7 separate regions of the Mus musculus genome follow, and regions 1, 2, 3, 5, 6 and 7 are each linked to region 4. A link is a contact called in public HiChIP or PLAC-seq and promoter capture Hi-C data. All regions are on one chromosome and are shown on one strand. The core of a region is the stretch at or near the end of the contact, and the rest is flanking DNA. Distances in the headings are between cores, read along the strand shown. Region 1 holds the start of Ralgps1 (Ral GEF with PH domain and SH3 binding motif 1). Region 2 holds the start of Fam102a (family with sequence similarity 102, member A). Region 3 holds the start of St6galnac6 (ST6 (alpha-N-acetyl-neuraminyl-2,3-beta-galactosyl-1,3)-N-acetylgalactosaminide alpha-2,6-sialyltransferase 6). Region 4 holds the start of Niban2 (niban apoptosis regulator 2). Region 5 holds the start of Angptl2 (angiopoietin-like 2). Region 6 holds the start of 1110008P14Rik (RIKEN cDNA 1110008P14 gene). Region 7 overlaps Ralgps1 (Ral GEF with PH domain and SH3 binding motif 1).

The links. Promoter capture Hi-C pulls out the DNA fragments that hold promoters and counts their contacts. HiChIP or PLAC-seq counts read pairs in DNA pulled down with a chosen protein or histone mark.
Region 1: a contact with region 4 is called in a FOXA1 HiChIP or PLAC-seq map of pancreatic cancer cells. The contact joins the promoter of Ralgps1 here to the promoter of Niban2 in region 4. A contact is called at or near these places in 3 of 39 promoter capture datasets (3T3-L1-derived adipocytes, hippocampal neurons and pre-B cells), 3 of 115 datasets of contacts at active chromatin or transcription factors (bone marrow-derived dendritic cells, pancreatic cancer cells and pro-B cells) and 1 of 9 other capture datasets (embryonic stem cells).
Region 2: a promoter capture Hi-C map of pre-B cells shows a contact between it and region 4, with 2.2 times the contacts expected there. The contact joins the promoter of Fam102a here to the promoter of Niban2 in region 4. A contact is called at or near these places in 1 of 39 promoter capture datasets (pre-B cells) and 2 of 115 datasets of contacts at active chromatin or transcription factors (microglia and pancreatic cancer cells).
Region 3: a contact with region 4 is called in an H3K4me3 HiChIP or PLAC-seq map of embryonic stem cells, with 24 read pairs. The contact joins the promoter of St6galnac6 here to the promoter of Niban2 in region 4. A contact is called at or near these places in 3 of 39 promoter capture datasets (the 3T3-L1 cell line, liver and neural stem cells), 8 of 115 datasets of contacts at active chromatin or transcription factors (the 230-238 cell line, bone marrow-derived dendritic cells, bone marrow-derived macrophages and 4 more) and 3 of 9 other capture datasets (adipose tissue, liver and pancreatic islet).
Region 5: a FOXA1 HiChIP or PLAC-seq map of pancreatic cancer cells shows a contact between it and region 4. The contact joins the promoter of Angptl2 here to the promoter of Niban2 in region 4. A contact is called at or near these places in 1 of 15 datasets of contacts at CTCF or cohesin (the NIH/3T3 cell line), 2 of 484 Hi-C or Micro-C datasets (embryonic stem cells and myocytes) and 2 of 115 datasets of contacts at active chromatin or transcription factors (extraembryonic endoderm stem cells and pancreatic cancer cells).
Region 6: a contact with region 4 is called in a FOXA1 HiChIP or PLAC-seq map of pancreatic cancer cells. The contact joins the promoter of 1110008P14Rik here to the promoter of Niban2 in region 4.
Region 7: an H3K4me3 HiChIP or PLAC-seq map of embryonic stem cells shows a contact between it and region 4, with 2.6 times the contacts expected there. The contact joins the enhancer-like site here to the promoter of Niban2 in region 4. A contact is called at or near these places in 2 of 484 Hi-C or Micro-C datasets (embryonic stem cells and pro-B cells), 3 of 115 datasets of contacts at active chromatin or transcription factors (embryonic stem cells, large pre-B cells and pro-B cells) and 1 of 9 other capture datasets (embryonic stem cells).

What each region holds. Positions count from the first base shown.
Region 1 is chr2:33,369,926-33,372,758 of GRCm38.p6, reverse strand. Ralgps1 (Ral GEF with PH domain and SH3 binding motif 1) reads left to right here and starts at 1,265. Exons shown (of 20, transcript NM_175211.5): 1 at 1,265-1,489.
Region 2 is chr2:32,533,720-32,536,702 of GRCm38.p6, reverse strand. It overlaps Fam102a (family with sequence similarity 102, member A), which reads right to left and starts at 1,344. Exons shown (of 11, transcript NM_153560.4): 1 at 471-1,344. The coding sequence starts at 616.
Region 3 is chr2:32,605,387-32,608,248 of GRCm38.p6, reverse strand. It overlaps St6galnac6 (ST6 (alpha-N-acetyl-neuraminyl-2,3-beta-galactosyl-1,3)-N-acetylgalactosaminide alpha-2,6-sialyltransferase 6), which reads right to left and starts at 1,264. Exons shown (of 7, transcript NM_016973.3): 1 at 1,138-1,264; 2 at 153-207. The coding sequence starts at 178. It overlaps Gm52551 (a long non-coding RNA gene), which reads left to right and starts at 348. Exons shown (of 2, transcript XR_003954025.1): 1 at 348-476.
Region 4 is chr2:32,874,797-32,877,592 of GRCm38.p6, reverse strand. Niban2 (niban apoptosis regulator 2) reads right to left here and starts at 1,459. Exons shown (of 14, transcript NM_146119.2): 1 at 1,189-1,459. The coding sequence starts at 1,243. The region is part of intron 2 of Gm13523 (a long non-coding RNA gene); the gene reads left to right.
Region 5 is chr2:33,214,549-33,217,248 of GRCm38.p6, reverse strand. Angptl2 (angiopoietin-like 2) reads right to left here and starts at 1,288. Exons shown (of 5, transcript NM_011923.4): 1 at 796-1,288. All of the region lies in intron 8 of Ralgps1 (Ral GEF with PH domain and SH3 binding motif 1), which reads left to right.
Region 6 is chr2:32,380,279-32,383,285 of GRCm38.p6, reverse strand. It overlaps 1110008P14Rik (RIKEN cDNA 1110008P14 gene), which reads left to right and starts at 1,371. Exons shown (of 2, transcript NM_198001.2): 1 at 1,371-1,594. The coding sequence starts at 1,516.
Region 7 is chr2:33,352,370-33,355,069 of GRCm38.p6, reverse strand. All of the region lies in intron 1 of Ralgps1 (Ral GEF with PH domain and SH3 binding motif 1), which reads left to right. Among named protein-coding and RNA genes, the nearest start is that of Ralgps1, 18 kb to the left of the region's middle. Within about 2 kb of position 1,384, at least 83 of the 459 cell types and tissues checked have an H3K27ac peak or open chromatin away from gene starts, as enhancers often do.

The DNA.
Region 1 (2,833 bases), core at 16-2,515, 500 kb before region 4:
TCCGCCTGCCTCTGTCTCCCAAGTGCTGGGATTAAAGGCGAGCGCCACCACCGCCTGGCTACGTCCATTTTCTTATGCGTGTCCTGAGCACTCCACTTTACGCTAGACCATCACTCCTAACTTTATAGCCATCTACCCAAGCTTCCTCAAGCTTGCGCTCAGCTCTCAGCCTCTCTGGATTCCAAATTTTCTAAAAGAATCCTCACACCATGCATCTCTTGTTTTATCTAAGGGAAACAGTTTAAGACTATCCTTCGGGCATCACTGTGTTCTTCATGCAAAATAGCAGACGTTTGCCTCAGAGATCCCCTATTCCCTCACCTCACTCTTAAAGTGGTTTAATTTCTGCTGATTCTCTTGTTTTCCTCTCCCTCTTCTTTTAAATAGTGCAGTATCTAAATCTTTCCATAAGCGACGCCATAGCAGCAAAAATTACGTTATCAAAATGATCTTGTCTACAAGTCCAAAGAGCATCCTACCCTCCTTTCTCTTGTAGGCGTAACAGAATTTTGCTGTGGTTCTGACTTTAGGGATTCACAGCCACCCACTGGCTTCCACGGTCTTTGTAACTTAGTATCTCTGCCTTTAAGCCAGATGATTTAAGCTCTACTCACTGCGTTTGCCTGGCCCAGCCATAAAAGGGTCTGGGTGCAGGGAGACAGCTTCCAGGCCCATTCTCCCTGCTTTGAACGCTATGGTCTTGGGCAAGACCCTCTTCAGGCCTAACTTTTACCTGTTGTGAAAACCATGGGTCAGTCTCAAGGACCTCGAAGTGTGTTATTGGATTGACTGTGATTGTCAATTTGACAGATTTAGAATCACATAAAGAAACCTAGGGATAGGTTTGTGAAGAATGGGACTAAGGTGATGATGTCTTGCTCACAAAGCCTTTTTTTTTTTTTTTTTTTTTTTTTTTTTTTTTGATGTTGTTGTTGAAAACGATAAACTCTAGGTAGGAATTTAAGAAGGACACTGGGTGAGGCCTGGAAGGATGTTTGTAGACTGAGTCTATTTCTAGGCAGGGGGTGGGCGTGGCGGGCGGCTGAGCCCGACGAGAACAGCAGAGCATCCTTGCAAGCCTGAGCGTCTGCAAGACCGAAGCGCAGGCCGCGGCTGGTGGGGTGGGGGGTGGGGGGGTGGGGGGAACGGGGACCGCTGCTGCAGCGGCTGCGCACTGGTGCAACCAGCCGGTTCATTTGCGTGTCTCCGCCCCTACGGCAAGCTGGTTGGAGAACCCTGGTATGGTGCCGCGCGCCGATTGGCTGAGCCGGCCGCCGCTCAGGCCCAGGAGTGGACGGTTCCTACTGCGGCTGGGCACCGGCTGGGCTCCCGCGTCGGCCTCGCGTTTCAAGCTTGCGCCTGGCTCAACCTCAATCCGGCCCCGGTCTCGGAACGAAGGCGCCGCTGCCGCTGGGCCTCTCGCAAGACCATGAAGAAGCGGTGGCAGCCACTGCGGCCCTCGTCAAGGTGACCAGCCCGGACTACAGCGGTGAGAGGAGCGGCTGGCGGGGCGGGGCCCTGGGCGCGAGCCGCTGCAGGTGCGGGGGGCGGAGGGGGGGGGAGAATGGGGGCGGGCGGGGCGGGATCCCCGGCCGGAGGGGGTGGGGCGGGGCCTCGGCTCGAGGGTGGGACCTCGGCTTGGGGTTGGAGGGGGGGGCGGGACCATGGCCAGCTCGGGTCCCAGGGACGCGAATGACAGCGTGTGGTTGTCGGGGAGATGGCGGAGCGGGGGGGGGGGGTGGTGGTGGTGGTGGTGGTGTTGGGGGGGAAAGGGCGCAGGTGCAGGAGGCGGGTCCCGCGGCCTGATGGATTGGGGGCGGAGCCTGGGCGCGAGGCGTGGGGTCTGGAGGGAGCTCAGGTCTCTGGGACCAGAAAGGGAACCTGTGTGTAGGTTAGCGGCGGGGAAAGGGCTCAGGTGCGAGGGGCGGGGCATGGGGTGGCAATGGGAGGGGCTGCAAGGAGAGTCTAGGGAAAAGCACAGGTGCAGTGGGCGGGGCTGGGGAAACCCTGTAGGGGCGGGGGCGGGGGGAGGCAGGGGGCGGGGCTGAGGATCATTGGCAGGTCCGGAAGCAGGGCTGCAGGTGAGGACTAGCCTGAGGGTGAGTGGGACCCTTTTTGGAGAAGGAAGAAGCTGCCCTCTCCGCCGCCGTCTTGGGGCTTTGGGTTTTCTGCAGGCTCTGGAGGCATCCATGGTTGTCTCTTGGAGGGGCAGGCCAGGGCAGCCTGTGTCTTTGCTGAGTCGTACAAGGATCGCAGCTGCCCTGGTTAATAGGCCGACTGCTTTCCTGAGCCAAACCGAGCCCTAAGTGGGCACACTGCCTTTGTTGTTGTTGTTGTTGTTTTTGTTTTACTCCCCTGTTGCTGTTGAAGGAGCTTGGCTGGATTTCGGGGTGGTTAGGTTTCATTGGTTGATCAGCTGTTGGAAAATGTGTGCTCTTCAAGAGTAGTCGTTGATGCTATGCTCGGAAGGGTTCTGGATCTCATGGTAGCAGATGCTCATGCAGATCTTCACAGTGCTGGTCTCAAAAAGATAGAAAAGGCAGCGTGGTGGGGGCGAAGAGGCGGAATGAGAACTTGGCTCTTTGGAGCTGGGACAGACACCTGGGAGTTATTTTTGCCTTTTTGTGTGTTTTGTTGTTGTCAAAGTGACCATCCCTGGTGCCTAATTGTGACCTTCCAGGGCCAGAGGGGAATTCCTTGTCAAGAGGTGAGTTAAGGTCTCTTTCTTGCCGGGCAGTGGTGGCGCACACCTTTAATCCCAGTACTTGGGAGGCAGAAGCAGGCAATTTCTGATTTCGAGGCTAGCCTGGTCTACAGAGTGAGTTCCAGGACA
Region 2 (2,983 bases), core at 95-2,594, 340 kb after region 4:
AGGGGGCTGGGCAACCCAAAATCCAGCCACCTCCCGCAATCAAATCCAGGGAGTGCCTGGAACTGGGCTTTCCCAGCCAAGGGGAGAGAGCCAGAGAGCCCTGGCTGGCCCAATCTCTCAATCGTATGACAGCCACAGGAGCCAGCTTGGTGGCAAGGTGGCCTGAGACACCCTTACTTAATCCCTTAAAGTGAAAATCTCAGTCAGCTCTCTCCATACAAATCTGTAAAACGGGTGACTTGAAGAGTGCACGCAGGGCCCTAAAAGGTTTCTGGCTGGTCACCTGCAGACAAATGCCAGGCGCTCTGCCAGCTCACTCAGACCTAAGTCCTGCTTAGAGCAAATCTTTCCCCAGGCGGGCCCCTTGCCCATCCGTCCCTAGCTGAGTCTTCCACATTTGCCAAGTGGCTAGATCTCACTCATCAGCACTCCCCACCCTCCCCTGCAAACGCGAAAACCTCAATGCCTACCTGGACGACAAGCTGACAAAATCCCCGCCATCCAGCAGCCGGACCTTGCAAAAGAGGACCCCGTTCACGAAGGGGACCGCAGTCAGCTCCTCCAAGGTGAAAGTGGTTTGAAATTTAAATTTCTTCTTCTTCATCAAAAAAGCCATGAGCAAGTTCCCTGAGTCTGAAGCCCGCAGGGCCAAAAAGAAAAAGAAAAGAAAAAAGAAAAAAAGAAGGGGATACTAGAAAACCCCAGGATTCCTTTCCCGACACCACACCCCCCTCCTCAAAAACACCAGAGCTGGATCCAGTCCAGATGGCGGCGGAGGCTGCGGGCAGGAGAGGATCTGAGTTCGGAGCCCCAGGTCCAGTGAGCCGGCTGCTCTCACCCTCGGGGAACCCGGGCTCCACTGACATGTAAACAGCGAGGTGCGGCCCCGGCAGCGGGGGCTGGCGTGGAGGGCGGCTCGCAAGCGAGCAGCAGCATCCCGATCCGCGGGGCCCGGCGGACCGGTGAGACTGACGGAGACGGCCGGGCGAACCGCTGGAGACCCGGGCGGCGGCCCCGCCTCCGCCCCGCTGGCTGCCGTGGGAGGTGCCCAGGCGACGCACACGCCTCCGCACCTGGCGCACCGCGGCCTGCGCAGGTGAGGCCCCGGGAAGCGGAAGCCACCTCGGCGACCGACCCGGCTCTGCAGGGACCGCTTCGGGAGGCTCTGCCGGGCCGGGAACGTGTGCCGGTCCGCCTCCCGCTCAGTCCTGGGACCTACGCCGCTCCTGCCCTGCCCGAGTCTCAGGCGCCTTCCGACCCGGCCGGATGGCTTCTGCCTCGGTTAGCACCGCTGGAGCACAGCGGCGCCGTCGCCCGCACCTCCGGACGCAGCCGGCTGAGCCCGACGCAGCTCGGCGCTGCTCGGAGAATGCCGAAGCCCCGGCGCGACCGCCCGCGGAGCCGCGGCCGAGAGCAGCAGGGGCGGGGCGCGCGAGGCTCACAGCCAACCTGCGATTGGACAGGCCGACTGTACGAACACGAATTTCTATTGGCTGGCGGTGGCGTGGGGCGGGGCTCGCGGAGGCAGGGCCAGTTGAGGGCGCTCGGATTGGAGCGCTCGCGGGGCTGGACCCGCCTCCTTGAGAAGCGCGGTGGGGGGGGGTGCGGAGAGGCGGTGGGAGGTCGCGGGGTGTGGGGGCCGGCACTGGAAAGAACGGGAGGAGAGCGCGAGCCCAAGAAAAGGAGAAACAATGACTAGGGGAAACAATCTGGAAACTAGGGCTAGAACGGCCTGCCCGGATCCCGCCAAGACCTGAGCTCAGTGAGCAATGAAGCAGGCTGAGGAGGTAGCACCCCTGTTCTCAGGAAAACAATCGCAGAGGTGTCTCAAGACCTATGCAGGTCTTGCTCGCCTCTAAAAATGACAAGCATCTGTCCTGGCTTTGCCGCTCTTGAAGATCCATTGGAGCCCGGCAACCTTGTGACTCGGCCTGCCTGGTTCCAGGCTGTTATCTAAGGCTTTTGTTTAAAGTTTCCCGATAGTTATGGCAAAGGACACCTTGGGGACCTCGTACTCTCCAAACTATCGGCATTTTATGATTCTTTTTATCCAGGCCGCCAGTGTTTAGGAACTCTGTCCTGAGTCAGGCAGGCACCCAGTGGAAAGACTGGATCTGAGAGTCTGCTGAAGAACTCAAGTAGGGAGGTCAGAGGAGGCGTGTGCTTTCGGATTGGAACGGAAGTTCAAAGGATTCTGACACAAAGCCGGCCAAGCATCGGGGTACAGGCAGTGGCAGTCACTAGAGGCCTGCTGGCCCGGCAGCATGGTACTCAAAAAGTTTGTGGAGTATCCCTGGATGAATTCTAATTTGAGAGAACAGCAGATCAGGCTAGAATCTGGCCCAGTCTTGTAGACCAGAGCAAAGAAGGAGGCATCTCCTGGTTTTTTGAGCTAGATAGTGACTTGATTGTTCTGGCATCAGATAACTTGGAGGAAAGAAAATGGGGAAATGGGTGAGTGAAAGGCCGTTTTTGATCCGGGCAGGAGATAAGTTAAGGTCTGCTGGACTTCCCTGTGGAAAATTAAAGAGAGTTGGGCTGATTGGCATTTGAGATGTAAATTCTCTGCCGGACATCATGTTTGATACCATGCATGATATCATGTTTGGACATGTGCATGAAGACTTCCTGAGCTTACATTTCAGAAGCATGGGTGGCAATCTCTGCTCCTCATAATTGTCCCATAATGTGGAAAACGCAGTCAGATTGGAGATGAAACGAACCAATCCATCCAGACCTCCCTGATGTAGCTAGGCATCTCCTTTTGAAGGTGAGGAAGTAGAGGCCTGAAGGCTTTGTCTTTTAAAAAATAAATTACGTTTGTTGATATGATTGGGCACATGGCACACAGTGCAGTGAAGGGCAGAGAATAACTTAAGTTCTTCCCTTCTACCACGTGGGTCCTAGGGATTAAATTCAGGTCATCTGACTTGGCAGCAAGCATTTTTACCTACTGAGTCTTCTTGCCAGCTCCGACTGTGTT
Region 3 (2,862 bases), core at 15-2,514, 270 kb after region 4:
AGGCCCACGCCCCACTTTCCCACCTTTGCCTGAGCAGTGCCCTCAGCCAGGACTACGGTTCCCCCGGTCAGGCCCGTCACGGTCCTGCTCTGAGAACGCCATGGTCAGAACAGCGTATCAGGTGCCAGTGCGAATGTCGGGTCCACACTTACTGGCTGGGGGGCCTCGAGCAAGCCATGTGACCTCTCTGAGCCTCAGTTTCCTCATCTGTGAAATGGGAATAAGAACTGGTAACTCCTGGGGCGACTGGAAAGATGCATGCATTTGTGAAAAGGAGAGCCGAAGGCTTGAAAGTACTATATCAGAAATCCTAAGCCTTCGGGTTACTCCGTTCAATGCCCGCCCCTGCACAAGCCTGTCCCAGAAACAATCCTCCCCCTCTTGACCCCAAGCCGGGGACTTCCCTTATATTACGAAACATGCTCCGGAGCTACGCAAAGCATCGCCTGCCTACACACTTTTCAAGGCAACGCCTGGTAGGTGCTCTTGCTCCCCATTTCACAGATGAGGAGACTGAGGGATCAGAGAGGCAACGCGCCTCGCAGGGAGCAGGAGCAAGCGGGGGAGGGGGGAATCTTGTAGTGTTTGTTTACAGGGCGGAGCCTGAAAGGGTCTCCCGGGAGGGTCCCCTTGTAGCCTGTGCGTGCGCCAGACATCTAGTTCGGCTCGGAGTGGCCAGGCCTGGTGGGGAGCTGCTGACTCCGCTGGGGAGGTGGCAGCCCAGAAGCCTAGACTCAGCTCCAAGGCTGGACCTGCGGAGGCTGAGCTCTGGGCTGAGGGTGAGGGCCGCACCCTGAGCTCGCTCTGGGGCTTCTCCAGGTGACGGGAGCAGGGTACCCCCGAGTGCCTCGTGAGAGGCTCAGCCCCGCTCCCCATCTTCTGCCGCTGCACCCTAGGGTCAAGCATCCTATCCTGACCCCGGCTCTGCAGGGGAGGGGTGCGGGGCCGCGGCAGGGTCGCCCCATCTCCAACACGAGAGGCCCAAAGAATCCCGCTAGATCTCGGGGTGCAGTTAGCAAGCAGAGTGGGTCTCGGGGAGCCCTGGGGCTCCCCCCTTATCAGCGGCTCCCCACTGCCGAGGCGCAAGCACAAGCCCCCTCCCGCTCTGCTGCCCGCCCCCGCGCAGCACCGGCTCACCTCCGCCGGGGAGCGCCCGGCCCCCCGCGGCCCCCGCACCCCGTCACATGGCGCCGGGAGCCGAGAACCGGGGTCCGCGCCGCTCTGGCCGCCCAGGCCCCGCCGCAGCTCCAGCCCGCCGGGTCCTAGCGCCGGCGCTCGCAGTCCCGTTAGGGCCGAGCGAGAGGGCGGAGCCTCAGGCTGCGGATGGCCCCGCCCCAGGGAGGTGCCAGAGAGGAGAGACGCTCTCCCACAGCACCCTCGTGCCCCGCGCCCCATCCCAAATCTCATCCATTTCTCTCTCTCCAAATGGACACCAGGACCTCGGATGGGGAATCCGAAACGCGGAGATCACTGGGTTCGAACTCTGGTTATTAATTACCTGGACTCCCCCTCGTAGAGACCCAGTAACCATCCCCTAGGCAGCTTGGTACTTCATCTCCTTATCTCCGGAAAATGGAGAGAGCAACGTTTGAAAACGTAGCTTTTGATGGGCCTGGTAGCTTAGAGGCCTGCACCCTACTTAGGAGATAGAAGAGGGCGGAAGACTGTTGCAAGTTCAAGGCCAGCCTGATAGACATAGTGAGTACCGGGCCGGCCAGGGGTACATGGAGAGATCTTGGCTCAACTCTCTTCATCCTACCCTCAAATATTCGTTGCACTATTTTATGTGACTAAAAGGAAGCAATCTGGACCCAACCAACTGGATGGCTCAGCAGTTACAAATACTGGCAACTCTTCTAGAGGACCTGGGGTCCACTCCCAGCACAGTCCTAGGAGGATCTGTCGCCCTCTTCTGGCATCCATGGGTACTGCACATATATGTGGTACACAGACATGTGGAAGCAAAACATCCATACACATAAAATAAAATGAAAAATTAAAGAAAAATGCAACCTGAGGGCTAGGGAGATAGTCAATATGTCAGACTCGATGCCGTGTTCTGCTTCTGTCTTTCGAAACAGGGTTTCTTGGTGTAGCCCTGGCTGTCCTGAAACTTGCTCTCTAGACCAAGCTGGCATTGAACTCACAGAGATCCCTCTGCCTCCCCAAGTGGTGGGATTAAAGCCGTGTGCTACCCCCGCCCAGCGACGTCACGTGTTTGTAATCCCCATTCTGGGGGTGGGAAGAACAGGAGACCCCTCCAGCTAGCTTACCCTTTCTGGGCCTCCCAGGTCAAGGAAAGAACATTGGAGGCTGACCTTTGGCCTCCAGACATCCAGGGATGTGCATGTATGGACACAGGGATGTGCATATGTAGCCTGTTAGAAAGCTGGTTACATAAACAAAGACTGCCTACCCATAGTGTTCTAAGAGGCTGGGAACGAGGGTTAACGTGCATGCCTGAGAGGGTGATGGGGAGATTTAGGAAGAGAAAGCATGTTTAAAGAGTTCTGTTTTGTAATTACTTAGGAAAACATCATAGTAAAACTTTCCATTCCCCACCCTAGGTACCTATTAGGTCCTGCAGATGTACACAGTGAAGGTCACAGCTGGACAGTTTGAAACACAAGAGTAGAAATAGTCCAGATATCTACTAACAGGAGAATGGAAAGTTTGTTTGTTTGGTTTGATTTGGTTTTCTTTCTTTCTTTCTTTCTTTCTTTCTTTCTTTCTTTCTTTCTTTCTTTTTTTTCTTCGAGATAGGGTTTCTCTGTGTAGCCCTGGCTGTCCTGGATCTCTCTCTGTAGACCAAGCTGGCCTTGAACTCAGAAATCCGCCTGCCTCTGCCTCCCAAGTGATTGA
Region 4 (2,796 bases), core at 210-2,709:
AACTGTCTCCTCTTCCTGTGCTCTGATAAACCCAGCTGGTTGGCACGCCAGGTCTCAGGGCCTCCTGTACTAAGCAAAGCTCACTAAGCTCTCAGCAGCCATCCCAAGAAGTCAACACCCGCCCCTTAGGAAGGCAACACCGAAGCTCTTGGACATTGTGACTGGCTCAAGCAGGGCAGTGGTGCCCCAGGCCTTTAATCCCAGCACTTGGAAGGCAGAGGCAAGTGGCTCTCTACGAATTCGAAGCCAGCCAGGTCTACAGCCACAACTACATGGTGAGACCCTGGCTGGGAAAACCAAAACAAAAGAGACTGGCTCAGGATCACACACTTGGGAGAGAAGCTGAAATTACATTCAGGACCGCCAGGCCTGACTTGCCTGTGGTCAGCCAAGCTTTGTTTTGGGATAGCCTGAGATTCTCACCCCATCTCCCACTCCCTACAATGAGCCCAGGATCCTGCACTCCACAGACTTGGGAGCAACTCCCTCTAGAGAAGTGTCCACCGCGCAGTGACAGGCTGAGAGCAAGGCTGGCAGAAGGAAGGTACTGAGAGGTACTGAGAGACTGAACTCTGGCTCTGAGAGAACCAGCTCTGGCCATAAACAGACCCCCTAGGCTGTAGTGCCAGCACTCTGCTGAGGTAAAGCCCAAAGACAGGGACCCGCCCCTTCAAGGGCACCCCATCTCTCCTTAGCCCCACTCTCCACATTCGGTCCCCGGCTCTCTAAGGGCCCATCCCCCTGTAAGCTTCAGCCACGTGTACCCGGACTGAGGCCAGGGCGAGGAGGAACAAGGCAGCTGAGGGGGGAGTCTGGAAGGTCTGACTCTGTGGGGCAGAGTCCAGAGTAGAGGTTAGGCTTGGAACGTTGTTGGGAAAGATGGGGGGCGCGACCCCTCCGCCACGCCTGTAAGTGCATGGTTCTGGCCAGGCTGGGCTCCAAGGGGAGCAGTGGGATCCAGTAGAGAAATGGGATCCCAGGCTCCTCAAAGGGTGAAAGGAGCATACAGAAGGGCCTGGAAGGGCCGTCCAGACCGAGAGAGAACAAGTTCGGAGGAAGAGTAAGGGTCTGGCCGGCTCTCGTCCCGACCTGGGCCTTGACTCTCGAGTACCGCTCCCCATGAGATCGGAGGCGTGGCCCGGGGTGCCCGGGGAGCCCCAGGCCGGCCGGGCGCTGAGCGGTGCTCACCTGCGATGTGCTGGCGCCGTGCGTCATCCAGGTGTGTGGACAGTACGTCTCCCATGGCGAGGAGAAGACGCGGCCGGATCCGCCCGCCGCTACTCAGACTGACGCCGCTGGCGCCATGGAGTCCGCAGGCCCCGCTGCCGCCGTCGCCCCGCAGCCCCGCTGCCGCCTCGGCTGCTCTCTCTGCGCTCCCACCGAGATCCCCACCGCGTCCCTCCCTCCGGCCGCTGCTGCCTCTCTAGCCCGCGCCCAAGCCCCGGCGCCCGCCCCGCCCCGCCCCGCCAGGCCAGGCCAGGCCACGCCCCTGTCGGAGCCACGCCCTCCTCTCCAGTCCAAGGCGGGAGGGGACCTCCAGACAGCGAGGAGACTTAGACAAAGAGAAGATCCCCAGAAAGGAGACCCGGGACGGACCTGCTTGGTGTGCTTCAAATTCAGATAGCAGCGAAGAAAAGGCTGATGGGGGTATCGCAGAAAACGGAGAGCCCTTGGGGCTGTAGCCTAAGCGTCTCCTCTCCCCTCCTCAAGCCGAGGACAATGTAGGGACTACAAGGGGACGCCGGGACGGACGTGTGGGAATTCAGCATTCCTCCTGCCCCCTTCCCCCAGTCTCGCCCACAGCTGCTTGCACTGGGGAAGTCCCCTAGCCTTGATCGGACCTGTCCTAGAAGGTGTGCCAACCCGTCTTGCACAATAGATAGGGGTAGACGGGGAGGGAAAATGGACAAGTATGGGGTGGAAGACTGAGGGACAAGGGAGGGGAAGAGATGGGGCGGGGGGTGCGGGGGGACATGGTTAGAGCTCAAAGATATCATCAAGAGGTCATTCCTCAGGCCCGGCTCGTGGGCGTTTCATTCGAAGGAGGCTTGCTGAACAGAGCAAAGCAGGAAGGCTATTTTTGCACTTTGTTAGACTGTCTGAAATGAAAAGCCGGGACCTCGGACTCTGGGTACTTGTACAGTAGGGCTGGGCATGGGTAGGTAACTAACAGAAGGTGTTTCGGTTTCTGGACCTCCCAAGCCGGTAGAGGAGACTAATTTGATGACTTGGTCTGCACTGCCTGTGTGACCAGGGCTGGCTGTGTTGCTGCTCCCTCACACCTCTTGGCTCACCACTATAATGCGCTCCACCAGTTATTAGCTGCTCTCCCTGTAACCCTGACACCTGGCAGCAGGATTGTAACAGTTACCTATAACTAGGCACCTGTCTTGTAGGCCTGTCACCACCACACCAGGTGATGCAGACTCTCTGTCATGCTTTCCATCAGCAGTCAGCCACTGTGGTGAACACTCATTTGCTAAGCCTCCTGCAAGATGCTGTGCTTAAGTGTAGGGGTGCATGCAGTAGGGAGGACAGATCTGAGGCTGTGGGGCTGGCGAGACGGCTTAGCTTAGCGGTAAGAGCTCTTACTACTCTTGCAAGAGCACTCCGGTCCTTTCCTGGCACCCACATCAGGCAGTTCACAAATGCCTATAACTACATTTCCCGGGTATCTGACTACTACTTCTGCCTCTACAAGCTACTATACTCACCTGGGGTGAATAAATTCATGCAGGAAAACACATGTACATATAAACAAATAAATGATAAGATGTTGAGGTCAGCCTAAACAAG
Region 5 (2,700 bases), core at 39-2,538, 340 kb before region 4:
AGCAGAGAATTTCTGTTTGGAAATGTTATCTCATGCTGAAGCGCTTGCTTTCAAGGGACTGACTCTGTATGTGGCGCCTGCTGTGTCCCCTCACTAGGCTGTTCAGAAAGCAGGTCCTCCACAGTCTCTCAGCCACATCCTGCTGGCTGGAGACCTGGGATCCATCTACTGTATCCTTGGGCGCAGAGGGAAAGTCAGGGCAGCACTTTGCCCCAGTCCTACCGACAGAAACTTGTGGGTGACATGTTCTGTCCCGCACAGGACGCCTCTGCTCCTGGCACGCTGGCAGCTCGTGCTGCCTGGCCCAGGGCACTTTCTGAACTGAGGCCCCCACTGCCTCAGGTCCGCATTACATCTGCTTCTGCTGTAGCATAACTCTAGCTGGCTGGGTGTGCAGGAGTCCGGAGCTTGAACACAACTTGCCCAGTCCTACACTGCCCTGCGACTCTCAGCCTGCTGCCCTTTCAAATCCGCACCTACACACATGCACATACCCGGCTACCAGCCTGTGTCCGACAGCCAAACCGGCTCACCCCAGAGGCTCTTTGTCTGAAAGAGGTGAGTGGAGCTCACCGATGAAGTCCTCAACATCCCAGCCCAGTGTGCTTGTGCCTCTACACCACCCTGCCCAAGTATTCACAGTCCTCTGCCTGGTCAGATGCTTGATTCAGCTCTGAGCAAAAGCAAGGTTTGACCCCTGTGGGGTCCAGCTGCACACGGAAGCTGGAGGAGTCAGGGTTGCCCGTCTCAAGCCCCTCTTCCCCTGGCTGCTGCAGTTGAGAGCTGACCCCTTACCTCTTCTCTCCTGCTTGGCCCTGGAGCAGCGCTTCACATGCCTCACGGTGCCATCAGCAGCACAGCCTGGCCGTGGCCTCCAGGAGAGGTCCCGAGTCTCAGGCTGGACTGGCCGCCGAGCAGCCCTGCCTCACTGGCCTCAGCTGGCAGCAGTCTATGCTCTCTGAAGCTCCTAGGGATGAGGCTGGCTCTGGTGTCACCGGGGCTGCTCCCAACCTGCTCTCCCTCACAGTGTGGTCCGCAGCTGCCTTAGTGCATGCTTCTTGCAGGTCCTGGGTCCAACAACACCACTCAGGGCTTGGGGTCCATCCCCAGGCCGACAGCAGCAGCCTCAGTTGAACTCCCAGGTCCTTTGTGGAGCCTTTACGTGCCGCCAGAGGAAACTGTGAGCACAGCCTGACCCTGGTTGGCTGCAGGCACTTCTCTCCGCCCACCAGTGCAAGAGGATCCCCCAGGCCCCAGAAAAGCTCTGGGCCTCCCCTCAGCTCCAGACAGGGGCGGGCCGCCTGGTGATGTCACACTAGCTCCAGCCCCAGCTGGCCCAGCCCCTCCTGCCTGCTTTGGCGGCCTGGGCGGGGCCCCCTCCTTCTTTGGCACAGGAAGGCTGGCCAGCTCTGCTCCTGGCTCACCAGCCTGCTCCACTCCCTGAAGGCTGACGTTGCTGGGGTGCCCTGTGTAGGCAAAGCGCTTCCACTGGACTCGGGTAACGGACTTGAGCAGCTGCGGCTGTGCAAGCAGCTGCTTGGGAGGCCAGGGAGCCCTGCTCACTCTTTCTGTGGATTGCCTTACTAAGTGTTCAGCATCTTCTTTCCAAACCACTTCATCCCTGCAGAAGGCACTGCTAATGTGGCAGTGGGGTAGGACAGTGAAAGTACCATGACTGGGTTGGGAAACTAGAGGAAGACTGTTTGCCACTCCCTGAGCTTCCTTCTCTACAGCATAAGTGAGCCACATTCCAGCAACACTGCCAGGTTCACCAAGGTCACCTGGGAAGGTCCGGTTACAGGATCAAGGACGGTGTGCCAGGTGGGCAGGTGGGCTGGACTTAAATCCAAAGCCCCTGCTATGTGACCCTGCCAGCCTTAGTTCTCAGCTGTGACTTGGGTGAACACGTGGTAGAGTCCCTGGGAGCTGTCAGTTGTGAATGGTCAAGAGAGTGGAGTGAGCGCTAAGACTGGTGGCTCCGAGTAGAGAAGGACAGGGCCTTGGTGCCTAGGCCACATCCTTCAGATGCATCAGGTCTGTTGAGCTGGCAGTAGAAGGCCACTGGCATCCTGCAGGGGTGTAGAGAGGGGGAGACCCCAAGTCCCATGCACAGGCTCACCCACTGCTTGATATTAGTGATGTCTCTTCTTTGAAAAGTGTTAGTGGTGGTGGTAACATTTAGGTACGAACTAAGAGGAAACTTTAGTGGCCCTCTCTTACAGCAAGTCAACATGGGATATTTTCCTGATCTCTAAGGAGACAGACCCACTGTGGCTCCCTCTCCTGAGACTGCCACCTTTTATTCAGGAAACAAATTATTTTTTCTGCTTCTCCTCAGCCTACTTAGCCCCTTCCCTCTTCTGTCAATTTCTTCTGTTCCTAGAAGAAACTACAGACCTTAAGGGACACCATTAGCCAGAGAGCTGATCTGGGCTGGGCAGGAAGTCTTTTTCTACCAGGGAGTGATGAGCACCGCTCTGCTTTCTGCCTAGGACCTGGTCCGGGTCCTGTGGCTGAACACCACTTATTTGGAAGTGAGTCACCATATTCCGCAGCGTGGTCATACAGCACATTGAGAGGCTGTCCCCTTTCACTTATCTTCCTCGCATTTCTAGGATGTGTTTATGAAGATGCTACTATTAGCCAAAGCCCCCGTCCTCTGACAGCAAACAGTTGGGCTGGGAGAAAACTGCTGCGTGC
Region 6 (3,007 bases), core at 122-2,621, 490 kb after region 4:
CTCCTAACTGCCGAGCCAACTTTCCAGTTTTGCTTATTTATTTATTGTTTTTTTCCCTGTCTGTCTGCATATAAGTATACGCACATATGTTAAGTGCCTGAGGAGGCCAGAGACAAATGGATTTTCCCGGAACCGGTACTACAGGTGAGGATGAACTGCTGATGTGGATGCTGGAAATTGAACTGGGTCTCAGCGCACTGTGTGCTCTTAATTGCTGAGCTATCTTTCTAGCCTAGATCCAGTTTCTTCTGTTGGACCAAGGAAGTCAGCTTCCCATAGCCTCTTGCTGCTGTTGAGCTCTTCAAACTCTCCTGGCACAGACAGGGCTTTCTTCCCTCTTCCTGGCTAATGCAGACATGAGCTTCCCACTGGCACTGTAACAAGTTGCAGCATATACCAGTTGCAGAAGCTCACGTGTACTCTCTTCCAGTTCCAGATGCCCACGCTTGCAGTAGTTTCATGGTGTCCACAGGGCTGTGCTCCTTCTGGGATTTGAGGAAGAATCCTCTTTTCCTCACCCAGCTTTACTAAAGCCTGTATGCTGAGACCAGGCTGCACTCTGGAATAGTCACTGTGCCATGATGCCATGGTGGTCTCTGAGAGTTCCTGAGACACCACCCTGACACAGAGCTGGATCCCGGATTGCTCCTCTGGGTTCAATCCACAATTGGATGTTGACTCTGTACAGGTTTCTTTTCCCCTCCCAGTGGGCATGGAGTCAGGGGATGTGACCACTGGAGGTCTGTATCATGAAGCCTTCCATGATGGAGCGCCACCTTCCACGGCCCCCAGGAGCACCTACAGCAAAGTACACTAAGCCTTCCTTTTCTGTACTGGGAACCTGACACACACTTCCCATTCCTTTTCCAGCCCATGTCATATTTATTGGCGTGAATCAAACCGATTGGCTTCACATCTACTGTCCTGGGCTGGAATCTGGTCTCACCCGAAAAGTGTAGCCGTTGAGAGTCCTAAGAGAAGAGATGAGGCCAAGATTGGCTAAGATAGGACAGGGGTTGTGGATCATCTCGGCTGCATCAAGGGGAGATGGGAAGAAGGCTGATTCCTGGTGACTGGGGAGGAGAGGTGCTGATTCCGAACGCGTAGAGGGGCGGAAGCAGCAGGATGGAGCCTCAAACACATCCCAAGCACTAGCGGGCCAGGGTCTCCACTGCCCGACCTTGCTCCGCTGACAGCGGGTCACTGCGGCCGGGAGAGGGGCGGGGCTCGGAAGCGAGAGGAGGAGGAGCCCGAGAGGGGACGGGGCGGAGCCATGTTTGTGAGCGCGATAGAGCGCCCAAGCAAGGAGGGGGCGGAGCTTAAGGGCGTGGTTGCGCGGGGGCCTACGGGCTGGGCTTTGGGCGGGGCTCAGGGCGGGCCCCGGTGCGCCGCTGCGTTCCACGCTTCCGGCCCGGTGCTCAACCAGCTGCTCGCACCTTCCGCCCAGCGCCGGCTTTCCGCGCGACGATCGCCAAGTTCCATCTTCGCGTGGCCTCTGCGGCGCCCGAGCCCGCAATGTCGGGCCCCAACGGGGACCTAGGCATGCCGGTGGATGCGGGCACGGAAGGAGAGAATGACAGCTTCGGGGAAGCAGGTGACCTGGGGTGGGTTGGTGTTGCTGAGGCGACCTTTGCATTGCCGGGAGTACTGTCCGAGGGTCTGGAATCGGGCGGGGATGTGGGGCGTGGGAGGGACTAAGGAGATGTCTCACTCTGCCTGAGTGGCTCTGGAGTTGTCCCCACAGCCACCTCGGAGGCGATGGCGAGCAATAGCGAACGGAGCGCTGCAGTGCTGGAGAACTATCGCTAACCAGCCCTGCTGTCGCATAGGGAAACTGAGGCAGCTTCAGAGACGCTTGTGGGTTTGGGATTTGCTTCAGACACTTTCCTCGCTGAAGAGGGGGCGGGTCCTGCATGGCTCTGCAGGAGGTGTTGGCCGGGTGGGCGCCCCACTATGCTGAGTCAGCACCCCAGCCACCTGGTTTTGCTGGTGTGACCTGCTTATTGAGTACTGTGTTTGGGTGCACAGCACTGCAGAAGGACCTCAGGGGACTCATCAGCCCACATACTGTTTTTGCACGTTTGGGAACCTCAGTTTTCCCATCAGCAATATTGGGCACATTGGTGTCTTCTGTATTGAGGTGTAGTGGGATTTAAGGGGAAATGGGATAGAAATGGTGAGACTCCAGAGTACAATTTCCTTCTGAAAGCGGGTTTTTGTTTTTGTTTTGTTTTGTCTGAGTGTAGTCAAGTCTGGTGTGGTGCCTTACCTAGAGGGCAGGCAGGACTTTACTGTGCAATAAGGATGGGGTATGCTTTTGCTTTGTTATAAAAACTTTATTAAGCTGTAGGTCACACTGTAGGTTGTACCATTTAAAATGTACAGTTCTGCAGTTTCATATATTCACAGCATAGCCATTGTCACAACAGACTCAGAATATTTTCAGCACCTGGGTTCTGCTCTTTAATAAAGGTTGCCATCCACCTGGAGGTAGGCGGTGGGACACTAGTGTTGGGGAACAGTGACTGCTGGCAGCCATGGTGAACATAAGGGAATTTAGTGAGGAGGTGGCGTAACTCTGAGTGACACTGAGATGGTGGGGAGGAGGCTGTCCCAGGACATTAGCTAGGAAGTACCCTGGACATAGGTGGAACCTGCAGACCTCTCCTGGCCCTTCTGCTAGCCTCCCACGGCATGCAAGGATGAATCACTAAGTCCACTAAGTACCTGCCGTGGCCAGACCCCGACTGAGCTCTCAGTGTGCTGGAACCCTCAGAGTCTCCTACCCCATTCTAAGGAGTGGCTGGGCTAGAGCAGATCTGGCACTCAGATCTGTGACCTCCAAGTCTGAGTTTTGGCTCTGTCACCAAATGCCATGAAGATGGACTTTAAGATCTAGCAGCCTTCAGAGGCTCTAGCCTCTGTGAAGGACACCCTTTCGGGGTCATGAGAACCATTGCCAAGAGGCAGCACATTTACACTCATGCCCCAGTCGCCTTCCCTGGAC
Region 7 (2,700 bases), core at 135-2,634, 480 kb before region 4:
CTGTAGCAGAGGATGGCCTAGTCAGTCTTCAATGGGAGGAGAGGCCCTTGGTTCTGAGAAGGTTCTGTGCCCCATTATAGGCGAATGCCAGGGCCAGGAAGTGGGATTGGGTGGGTTGGTAAACAGGGGGAGGGAGGAGGGGATAGGAGGTTTTTGGAGGGGAAACTAGGAAAGGGGACAACATTTGAAATGTAAATAAAGAAAATATCTCATAAAAAAAAGTGCTTTTAAAAAATATAAACTGGGGGCTGGAGAGATGGCTCAGTGGTTAGGAGCACTGACTGCTTTTCTGAAGGACCTGAGTTCAAATCCCAGCAACCACATGGAGGCTCACAACCATCTGCAATGAGATCTGACACCCTCTTCTGGTGTGTCTGAAGACAGCTACAGTGACTTAAATATAATAATAAGTCATAAATCTTTGAAAAAATATAAACTGGTCATAGCAGATGATGAAGAAGTTAGGTGCACCAAGGCTAGAGTCATAACAGAAGGGTCGTTCTGCCTGTTTGGAGGCCTGCTGTGTGGAGTAGCCAGTGTGTAAGTAGGGTTAAGGAGGGGTCTGTGGTGTTCATCAGGGTGGGCGTCCTTAGTATGCTAGTGTGCATGACCATGGGACAGCAGAGTAGTGGGAAGCTAGGGAGAAGTTGGCAGTTGGACTTCTGATTTCCACGGAGCAGTCAGTGAACCGAGGACACAGACTTCATAGAGGCCAAGGGGCTAAGGGAATGCCAAGGCTAGAGAAAGTGGTTTAGATGAGGGGCTGTGAGCCCTGTCAGCTGACTTGAGGTAAAGGGCCTCATGTTTCTAGCCTTAGTCAGGAGGAGATTCTGAGGACCTGTCAGTGCCACCTCAGTGGTCGGGTGGCGTTTGCTGGGAGGGAGGAGTAGGGAGGGCCATGGTAGCTGGTAGAGAAGTAGGCTGGTGCCCAGAGTCTGTGTTGCCTGCTCTTGTAGATGGGAGAGAGGGGGGTGCTGTCAGGGGAGCAAAGCGTGGGTGTGGAGAGGCTGGCCCAGGGTTGCTAGCCTGAGAGCTTGGGATGGACCCCAGGCCCTAGGTCATCATGCCTTTCAGCCATAGGTCCTACTCTGAGGTGGGAAGTTGGGAGGTAGGGCTGCTTGAAAAAGAGCTGAGGGGGACAAGTGAGCTACTCTCCTGCAGTGAGCCTTATGGGAGCCTCGGTTTTGCTTTCTTCCTAGCTTTGCCTCCTAGCCCTAATTTGATGGACCCTTGGTGACATTCTGCCTTCGCTTTATTTGGACTGAAGTACTATGAGCCAAATATTTTCTCTTTGTAAATCTGTCACCTCTGGTGTTGTCTTATGGTGACAGAGTGTGATTGGCACAGGCTCCTCTGTCCCAGATCAAGCTGTGGTTGGGTTTCCTCTGGTTCTCCTTTTGAGAGTTTCCTTCCCCATTTGTCTGTTCCCTCCTGGTCCACACTTGTGGCCACTCTGACAGCTGTTGCTCTTTTGTTCCTGTTGCTATCTACTCAGACACTGGTCTTCACGCTCCGTCGGATGTGTGTACTCACCACAGAGAGTTCTCATGTCCAGGTCAGCTCCTTTCTTTACCCTGAGCTGCCTCAGCCATAAACCCGTGGCCAGAGCTCAGATCACCATGTAAGTTTTGGGTGGCTCTGAAGTGCTGGGGGTGAGGGAGCCAAGGATGTGCAGGCATGACTGTTGCCTTCTAGGCACTGTAGGTGTGCTGGCCATTCCCTCCCACTCCTTCCACCCTAGTTTATGGACGCTCTTTCCTTTAATACTCACGATGCTTGTTGAGCCTCTTCTCATGATCCTGGCTACACTCTGCATCCTGCCATGCTTTGCATCTGTATCTTTTAGTCTGCTCTGCCTTACCTTCTTGGCTAGACGCTCGAATCTCCTTGAAGGCAGCTGTGTCTTACCCAGTGTCTCTCACACAGTAGCTGCTTATAACTTACTGCACTGAAACCAACGTGGGCTCTGCTCTGGCTCCCAGCTTCCACCTCTCTGTGCCCATCCCCGAGTTTAAGGAAAGAGTATGGGAAGAGGCAGAGTGTTTCCTGAAGTGTCAAGATTCTGTTTGGTTAGGAACAGCCACTAAAATATTAAAGGCCGTGTCAGGACAGCATTTCCAGGTTCTTGTATTAGCTTCATCTCCTGTCAGCCCTGATCCTGAGGAGTGGAAGGGCAATTGATGTAGCATGTAGGTGTGTTCCCTAAAACATAGCCACCTGTGTGGGGTTGGTTCCCAAGGAGGATGCTGGAAAGCTCTTTTGGTTTACCATGTGGGGCATAAAGGGACGTGGACTCAGCTGTGGATTTCTTAGAAAGCGTATAGCAAGCAAGCAGTGGAGTGGGTTAGCCCAGGTCAGCCTGGCTCTGCATATGGGCTCCTCTCTGCTGTCTGCTGTCTGTCTCACTAGCACTGTTTCTTGAGAGGTGTAGTAGCCACCCACTTGCCTGCAAGCTGGAAGAAGTTTCCCAGCCTTGCCAACCCCAGGGCATTTTGGGCTGATCTATGTCCCTAGTGAGGTCACAGGTTACCAGCTTATCCCACATGGGTAGCCTGTTGTGAACAGGGGAGAAGATACCCTGCACACAGCTATGAGCAAAGCCTTGGCAGAGAGGGTTGCCGCTTTCCCTCATCCATTCTTGGTGTGGTGCCTTATTTGAAAGGCCACTTCTTCCTTTGGCAACCCTCCTGTAAATGTCCC